Regions from separate parts of the Mus musculus genome. Here region 2 is linked to region 1. Evidence: chromatin contacts called from public Hi-C data. All regions are on one chromosome and are shown on one strand. Each heading gives the region's core, a stretch centred on a gene start, on an enhancer-like site or on the middle of the called end of the contact. The rest is flanking DNA. Distances are from core to core; before and after follow the strand shown. Region 1 overlaps Psmd5 (proteasome (prosome, macropain) 26S subunit, non-ATPase, 5). Region 2 overlaps Cntrl (centriolin).

Region 1 (3,658 bases), core at 322-2,821:
AGAGCTAGCGTATGAGCCAGCAACTCTGGAATACAATATGGCAAGCAAAGGTTCAAGCAGTGTCTATATACTCCTGTGTAGAGCAGTATCTATCTGCTCAAAGCAATTTAAACCCCATAATGTACGTGGTGGATGAATGAGTTACATGTGTGTGAAAGTGTGAGGCTGTGACAGAAGCTGCAGCACAGAGGCGGTCTAAAGACATTTTGCTAAAACAAGAGGGCCAGGCATGGAGAACAGGTACTGCACGATTCACAGACAAGCTTATGTTAAGCACATAGGGAGGTCAAGTTCATAGCAACAGAAAGCCGAGATCAGGCACCAGGGAGAGAGAAGGGAGGGTGGGGTTTGCTTGTTGGGACCTCGTCTCAGGTTGGGCTGTTGAGAAGGATGGTGGTGGTGGAGCACAGCAGTATGAACGAGATGGGCAGCACTGGTTGGGTTTAATGTGTCACCTTATCCTTCACAGGAACCCGCTTTGAACGTGTCCTCATGAGAGTAGGATATCAAGCAAAGAATGCTTCCACGGAGCTGAAGATTAGGTGCTTGGATGCAGTTTCCTCTCTCCTGTATTTATCGGTAAGTACACGGGGAAGTTAATGAAGGGCAGCGGGCTGTCTGTGTTTGGGAGGACGAATCGGCATGGCACTAGTAGTTTCTGAGTTCCAGGCCAGCCAGGGCTCCAGAGAGAAACCCTGGCTCAAGACCTAACAAAACAAAGCAGGGCAGTGGTTATTCCACCACTTGGGAGGCAGAGGCAGGTACTCTTGAGTTCAATGCCAGCCTGGTCTACAGAGTGAGTTCCAGGAGAGTGAGAGCTACCTTCACTATGTTACTGGGACATGAAAACTTTGTAAGGGTATTTTTCAATTTATTCAAGAGTTGCATACACGTATGCATACATTTGATTGTGTCCACTCCTTTCCAGTGTCCCCTCCCTGTTCCTCCAATGTCCTCTCCAACCTCATGACTATCTGCTTTCTTTCTTATTATGTAATTAGTGCTGCCCATATGCACAGGGTTTGAGGTCATGGCCACACATGCAAGACTCCCCCTTCCTCCCTGGCTGCTGTCAACTCCTCTAGCTCTTCCTTGGCTGCATTGGGGTTTTGGTTGGCTTAAGTTTGTGCAGGGAACCACAGCAGCTAGCCATCTCAAGCACTCCTCTCATCTTCAGCTCTTAAATTCTTTCTGCCCTCTCGTCTTCAGAGTTCCCTGAGCCTTGAGAAGCAGGGGATTGATACAGATGTGTCACTATAGGCAATATTAAAGTCACTTATTCCCAGTCACTGCCCATTGCAAAAAGAAGCATCTCTGACCAAGGCTGAAAGCCTCACAAATCTAAATATAAACATGAGCAGCTAGCAAAACAACAATAGGAGGTGCCCCTCTAAGACCTTTGACTTCCACAGCCATGGGTCATTTTATGGTATGGTGTGGTGTGGTGTGGTGTGGTGTGGTGTGTGGTGTGGTGTGGTGTGGTGTGGTGTGGTGTGGTGTGGTATGGGTATGGGTATGGGTATGGGTGTTTAGCGCTTGTGTGCAGTGCCTGTAGAGGCCAGGAGAGGGCTCAGACCCCTAGAACTGGAGTTGCAGCTTTACGGTACCAAGCCTGAATGCTGTCCTATGGAGCAGGCCTCAGTCCAGTCAGGTGCTTGGTTCTCCTCATAACAGTCATCGCAAGTGGGCACAGCGTTCAGGTCCAGCACTGGGCAAGAACACTGATGTCTTTGCTCCCCTGCATCCTGCAGAGAGCAGTTTATGGTACTGCGGAAGCTAGGCAGCTTAGAAGAAGTTTTCCAGGGTTATCATTTAGTTATGATGGACAGCTAAGAGCAACAGGCATAACCTGCTTTAATAGGGGAGGTGCTCTCTGGGACCTCCCAACTGTAGGGAGTCGCTGGGGTTTTCAGTTACTAGCCCATTTCCTCTGGGAACAGCATTGTCCACTCATGCAGGGATCAGAGTCCCTTGGGGGTGGGGGCTGCTTCTTTAGTCTTAGTTAGCTTACCCATAACCCCTTCTCACTCCCGAAATCTATCATCGTGAGTGAGAGAAGGGGGTTACAGGAGATGTGCATATGTATAGGCACACGTGCCATAGTGCACATGTGGAGATCGGAGGACAACTTGATGGAGTCAGTTCTCTCCTACTCTATATGACACCTGAGGACTGAACTCGGGCTGTCAGGCTCACACAGCCAGGGCTTTACCCGCTGAGCCATCAGCAGCTCGGTTACTCATATCTTTTGGTTTGTCTGCTTGTGTTTTTTATTTTCGAGACAGGGTTTCTCTGTGTAGCCCTGGCTGTCCTGGAACTCACTTTGTAGACCAGGCTGGCCTCGAACTCAGAAATCCACCTCCCTCTGCCTCCCAAGTGCTGGGATTAAAGGCGTGTGCCATCACCGTCCATATCTTAAGTGTAACATAGAATGACAGAGTAATAGAACTGGAGGAGTCCTAGTGAGTAGTTCATCCCGTCCAACAAAGATGGGAGCTTTCTGGCCTGGATTGAGAGATGGGTTCTCTCCAAGGGGCTCACAGAATGCCATTTATCCAAGGCTTCCTGACTCAGGCACGGGCTTTTCTCTGGCTGTGGTAACCTTGCCATGGGCATTTCCTTTCTGTGCTGCAGCCTGAGCAGCAGACTGATGACTTCCTGGGAATGACAGAATCCTGGTTTTCCTCCATGTCTCGAGACTCCCTGGAGCTTTTCCGTGGTATCAGTAACCAGCCCTTCCCGGAGCTACACTGTGCTGCCTTGAAAGTTTTCACAGTAGGTACCTTTTCTCCTCAGATCCTTCTGTGACTGCCAGCTCAACACGGAGCACTAGAGTGAGCTAGCCTCTGTGCACGCAGTAGTTTCTACCCTGCTGCTTCAGGAGCCATTGAGAGAGACTCGTGCCAACGGGTTGTCAGTAAGGGGTGTTCACTACTGTCTGAGGTTTAAACCAGCTGCTATTGCATCACAGGTTGACCCAGCTCCTCAAGTTCTGCTCAGCTTTAGCCTTGACTCCTACACTCCCTTTTGGCACTCCGTGCTCTGGATATGCCGGGCTGCTGGTTTCTCACCTCTGACCTTTGCTGTGGCAACTGACCTCAGCACTGCTAACTTTGCTTATGAACCTCTTAATTATTCAAGAAGTGGCTCCAGTGCAGGAACTACTAAGTCTGGTACAGTGGCGATAAATGATCCTGGTTCTCATACACAAGTTTCCCCTGATGTGAGACGGTGGGCCCTTTCTCAAACTTCCCATCTATGGAGGGAGCCACACCATAAATACAGTGGTTATAAAATTATAGCTAAGGGGCTGGAGAGATGGCTCACCGGTTAAGAGCACTGGCTGCTCTTCCTAAGGTCCTGAGTTCAATTCCCAGCAACCACATGGTAGTTCACAAATCTTTTTTCTTTCTTTCTTTTTTTTGTTTTGTTTTTTTGTTTTGTTTTGTTTTTCGGGGTTTTTTTTGGTTTTTCAAGACAGGGTTTCTCTGTATAGTCCTGGCTGTCTTGGACCTCACTTTATAGACCAGGCTGGCCTCAAACTCAGAAATCCGCCTGCCTCTGCCTCCCGAGTGCTGGGATTAAAGGCATGCGCCACCACGCCCGGCCCTTTTTTTTTTTTTTGTATGTATGTGAATACACCATAAGGATGCTGGGA
Region 2 (3,658 bases), core at 705-3,204, 320 kb before region 1:
TGTCTCCTCAGACTGTGTAGGGTGCCCTCTGTCTGCTGCTTTCCTTTGATCAATACTTCTGCTTGCTTAGACATACAGTGTCGAAGTTGAGCCTGGAAAGTGTTATCAGATGTGGGGTTTACATGGAAGAAATGCTCCTGAATGTACTCTGCTTCTTCACATTTGATAAACAAGCTAACTTTAATAAACAGATATGAGGGTAGGGCATGGCAGTAATCACCAATCCTTGCACTGGGGAAACAGGCCAGACAGCCCCAAATTCAGGGCTACCCTGTAGTACTAGGATATTCTAGGGTACAGAGAGACCCTGTCTCAAGGAACAGCGTTATAGAGGTTAAAGAACACAGCTTGACACCAAGATTCTAGATTGGACCCAGTGCCTTGCATGTGCTAGACAAGTGCTGTACCACTGGGCTATCCTCCAATGCCCTAGAATTCAGATGGGCTTGAATGCTGATAGCCATTTGCTATCTGTAATGTCAGCTTCTCTGAACGTCTTAAGTGTGATCTATAAGCATCCTCCTGAGTGTTGCAGTAGACTGCACATGGAAATCTTTCCCTACTCTTGCCAAGTGCCAATTATCTCACAGGGACTTTCTCTGGTTTTTTAAGAGGCAACCTTGAGTTGATCTTCATGGCGGCGCAGCCTTTGACGGAGTGCTTCTCCACGCCAGTGTTCATCCTTTTTCAGAGAGAAAAGGAGACCAATGAGTCACCGACTGCCACAGGTGGGAGCCAACCATCTTTCCCTCCCTCCCTGGTGCTCCCAAATCTGTTTTTAGCTTTCTCGGGGGAGGCGGGAATCAGATTCTCACTCTGAAGCCCGGGACAGCTGGACAAACGTTACCATGATGTGAACTTGGGGAAAGTTGGATTTTTCTTCAAAAATCCTCTCTTTTGTGGTAAACGGGAAGTTCTCTTTCAAGCTTTCCAACTCTCTTAAGTTTTCATTTCTTTCCAAAATAGACGCTAGATCTGCTGGAAGTTCTGGAAGGAACTGGTTGAGGTTCCTCAGACTGGTTCTGATTTCGTCTTTCACCTCCGACTTCAGCGTCCTCATTGCGTCACTGACCTCCATCTGCCTCCTCTCCAAGTCTTTCTGGTTTGCTACCTAAGCAGGGTGGTGGGGTCAAACATCAGGACTTAGAACTGAGTCGCTTAGTGCGTCTTACCTGGAAGATCACACACCCTGGACAGGCTCAGTTAGTACACGCAGTTCTTGATTTGCAAGCATCAGGACCCGAGTTCAATCCTCAGAACCCACAAGGCTGGGTGAGGGACCATGCTTGTCATTCCAGGACTAGGGAGGTAGAGGCAGGTCAGTCTTTGGGGCTCACTGGCCAGCCAGCCTAGCCTAGCAGTGAGCTTAAGTTTCAGTGAGAGTCCCTGTCGCAAGGCAGTAGAACAATTAGAGGAAGATATCGAGTGCTCTTCCCTGGCTCTCTACATGAACCATTTAAGTGCATGCAACACCCACACTCACAGCAAACAATCAACAGAAACAGCTGGGGAGAAGGTTCCATTAGTGCAGTGCTTGCTGGGCACGAGGACTAGAGTTGGATTTCCAGCTTTCCCATAAAAGCTAGTATAGTGGCATGTGCCTGTACCTCCGTGCTAGGGCATAAAGACAGGTTCGTGGATGGGGCATATCCTAATTGGTAAGCCTCAGGTCCCAGTGAGAGCTAGTGAGTTAGTTAGTTTTATGTCAGCTTAACACAAGCTATAGTCATTTGGGAAAAGGGCCTCTCAATTGAGAAGATGCCTCCCTAAGACTGGCCTATAGGTGAGTGCATCAGGCGGTTTCATGACTGCTGACTGATGTGTGTGTGGGGAGGAGGGGGTCCCACAGACTGTGGCGGGGCCACTCCTAGGCTGATGGTCCCGAGTTGTACAAGAAAGCAGTCTGAGCAGGCCATGAGAAGAACGCTAGTAAGCAGCTTCCTGCCAGTAAGCAGAGTTCCTCCAAGTTCCTCCAAGGCATGCTTCACTTCCTGTCCTGATGAAGTGTGGCCTGAGGGCTGCGAGCTGAAATTAACCCCTTCCTTCCCAAGGTGCTTTTGGTCATGGTCTTTTAGCATAGCAACAGAAACTCTAAGATGGGAATCTTGTCAAAAAGCAAGGTGGACATCTGAGGAATGGCGCCTGCGTGTGATCTTTGCCCTCCACATGTATGTGTACAGATGTATATTGCTACAGACAAGGGCATGGGTGCGCATGCACACACACAACACAAAAAGTCAGCCAGTAAACTTGCAAGCATGAAGACCTGAGCTCAAGCCCCAGAACACACATAACCGTGCTGGGCATGGGGGCTCACTGCAGGCCAGTCCATCTAAACACATGCTGGCATTCCTGAGAATGAGAGCCAAGGCTCCTCCCACTCCCACACACATATCCACCAGCACACTCAGGTCCTGGGCCTGCACACCCACTTAAAGCCAGTCAGCTGAGCTGGCTTAGCAGGTAAGGCACTTGTTAATAAGCCTCACACCGAACTGAATCCTCAGAGCCCAGTTCACGAGCAGAACGGCCTCCCACAAGTTGTCTTCTGACCTCCTCATGCTCACCACGGTGTGGGCGCACACACGTACACATTCACACATAACCATAAATCTGTAAATAAATAAGATCACTTTAAAACGCTAGTTCATGGGCTGGTGAGATGGCTCAGTGGGTAAGAGCACCCGACTACTCTTTCGAAGGTCCGAAGTTCAAATCCCAGCAACCACATGCTAGCTCACAACCATCCGTAATGAAATCTGACTCCCTCTTCTGGAGTGTCTGAAGACAGCTACAGTGTACTTACATATAATAAAAATAAATAAATCTTTTTTAAAAAAAAGCTAGTTCATTTAATTTTAAGAGTAGATTTTCAACCAATTCTTTTTCCTTAAGTTTATGTCTAAATTTTAAGGCTAAGAAAAAAATTAACTTGAAGAACACTCTTTACAGTCAGCTTTCACAAGTCCCACATTCCTGTTAAAGAGATACTGACAACAATAAACCCTGCCTGTGCCCGCACAGTGGCCCGGGCTGGTCAGCTGGGGTTCTGGGGTGCACACCTGTTTCTTGAGTTCCAGGTACTCCTGCTGCATCTGGCTCAGCTCCTTCATGAGGCGCCTGGCCCTCTCGTGGTTGTCCTGGGCCACCAGCTCAATTGTAGCCATTTCCTTTTGCATGCAGCTGTTCTCCTGCTTCTGCTCCTAGCATGCAGGGAGGCAAAGGACTTTGCAGACACACACGGGTTCCACACTCACCAGCAATGTAAAGACCTCAGTTTCTACAACTGTGAAATGGAGCATTCTGGAGGCAGGTGTAGTGTGACTGGGAGAATTTGAATCCAGTGTTTGAAGCCAAATCTTTAGCAGTACCTCTGACAAGTCACCTTCCCCTCCCTCAGCCCCATCAGTGACCCATGAAAGGGCAACATCCTTCAGGGGCTGTAGGGATTATCATTTATTGATTTGAGACAGGGTCTCACTGTGTAGCTCTGGTTGGCCTGGAACTCACTGTAAGACCAGGCTGGCCTCGAACTCACAGAGATCCTCCAGCCTCTGGTTTTGAGTCTGGGATTAGAGGACTGGGCCACCATGGCCAGCTTAAATCTATCTTTCCGATCATCCTGCCCAAGTCCTAGTTAAAGCACACCACCTTCTGA

Evidence for each region. Hi-C and Micro-C count contacts between places; a contact is called where the count stands out from the background.
Region 2: a Hi-C map of Th1 cells shows a contact between it and region 1, with 1.8 times the contacts expected there. The contact joins two enhancer-like sites. A contact is called at or near these places in 7 of 484 Hi-C or Micro-C datasets (the G1E-ER4 cell line, Th1 cells, cortical neurons and 4 more), 1 of 115 datasets of contacts at active chromatin or transcription factors (effector CD8 T cells) and 1 of 9 other capture datasets (adipose tissue).

What each region holds. Positions count from the first base shown.
Region 1 is chr2:34,853,369-34,857,026 of GRCm38.p6, reverse strand. Psmd5 (proteasome (prosome, macropain) 26S subunit, non-ATPase, 5) reads left to right here. Exons shown (of 10, transcript NM_080554.2): 8 at 470-579; 9 at 2,635-2,775. Among named protein-coding and RNA genes, the nearest start is that of Psmd5, 16 kb to the left of the region's middle. Within about 2 kb of position 1,571, at least 8 of the 459 cell types and tissues checked have an H3K27ac peak or open chromatin away from gene starts, as enhancers often do. A contact at or near this core is called in Th1 cells, where this site is marked.
Region 2 is chr2:35,172,562-35,176,219 of GRCm38.p6, reverse strand. It overlaps Cntrl (centriolin), which reads right to left. Exons shown (of 44, transcript NM_001379274.1): 39 at 3,063-3,203; 40 at 848-1,111; 41 at 620-682; 42 at 1-92. Among named protein-coding and RNA genes, the nearest start is that of Rab14, 27 kb to the left of the region's middle. Within about 2 kb of position 1,954, at least 58 of the 459 cell types and tissues checked have an H3K27ac peak or open chromatin away from gene starts, as enhancers often do. A contact at or near this core is called in Th1 cells, where this site is marked.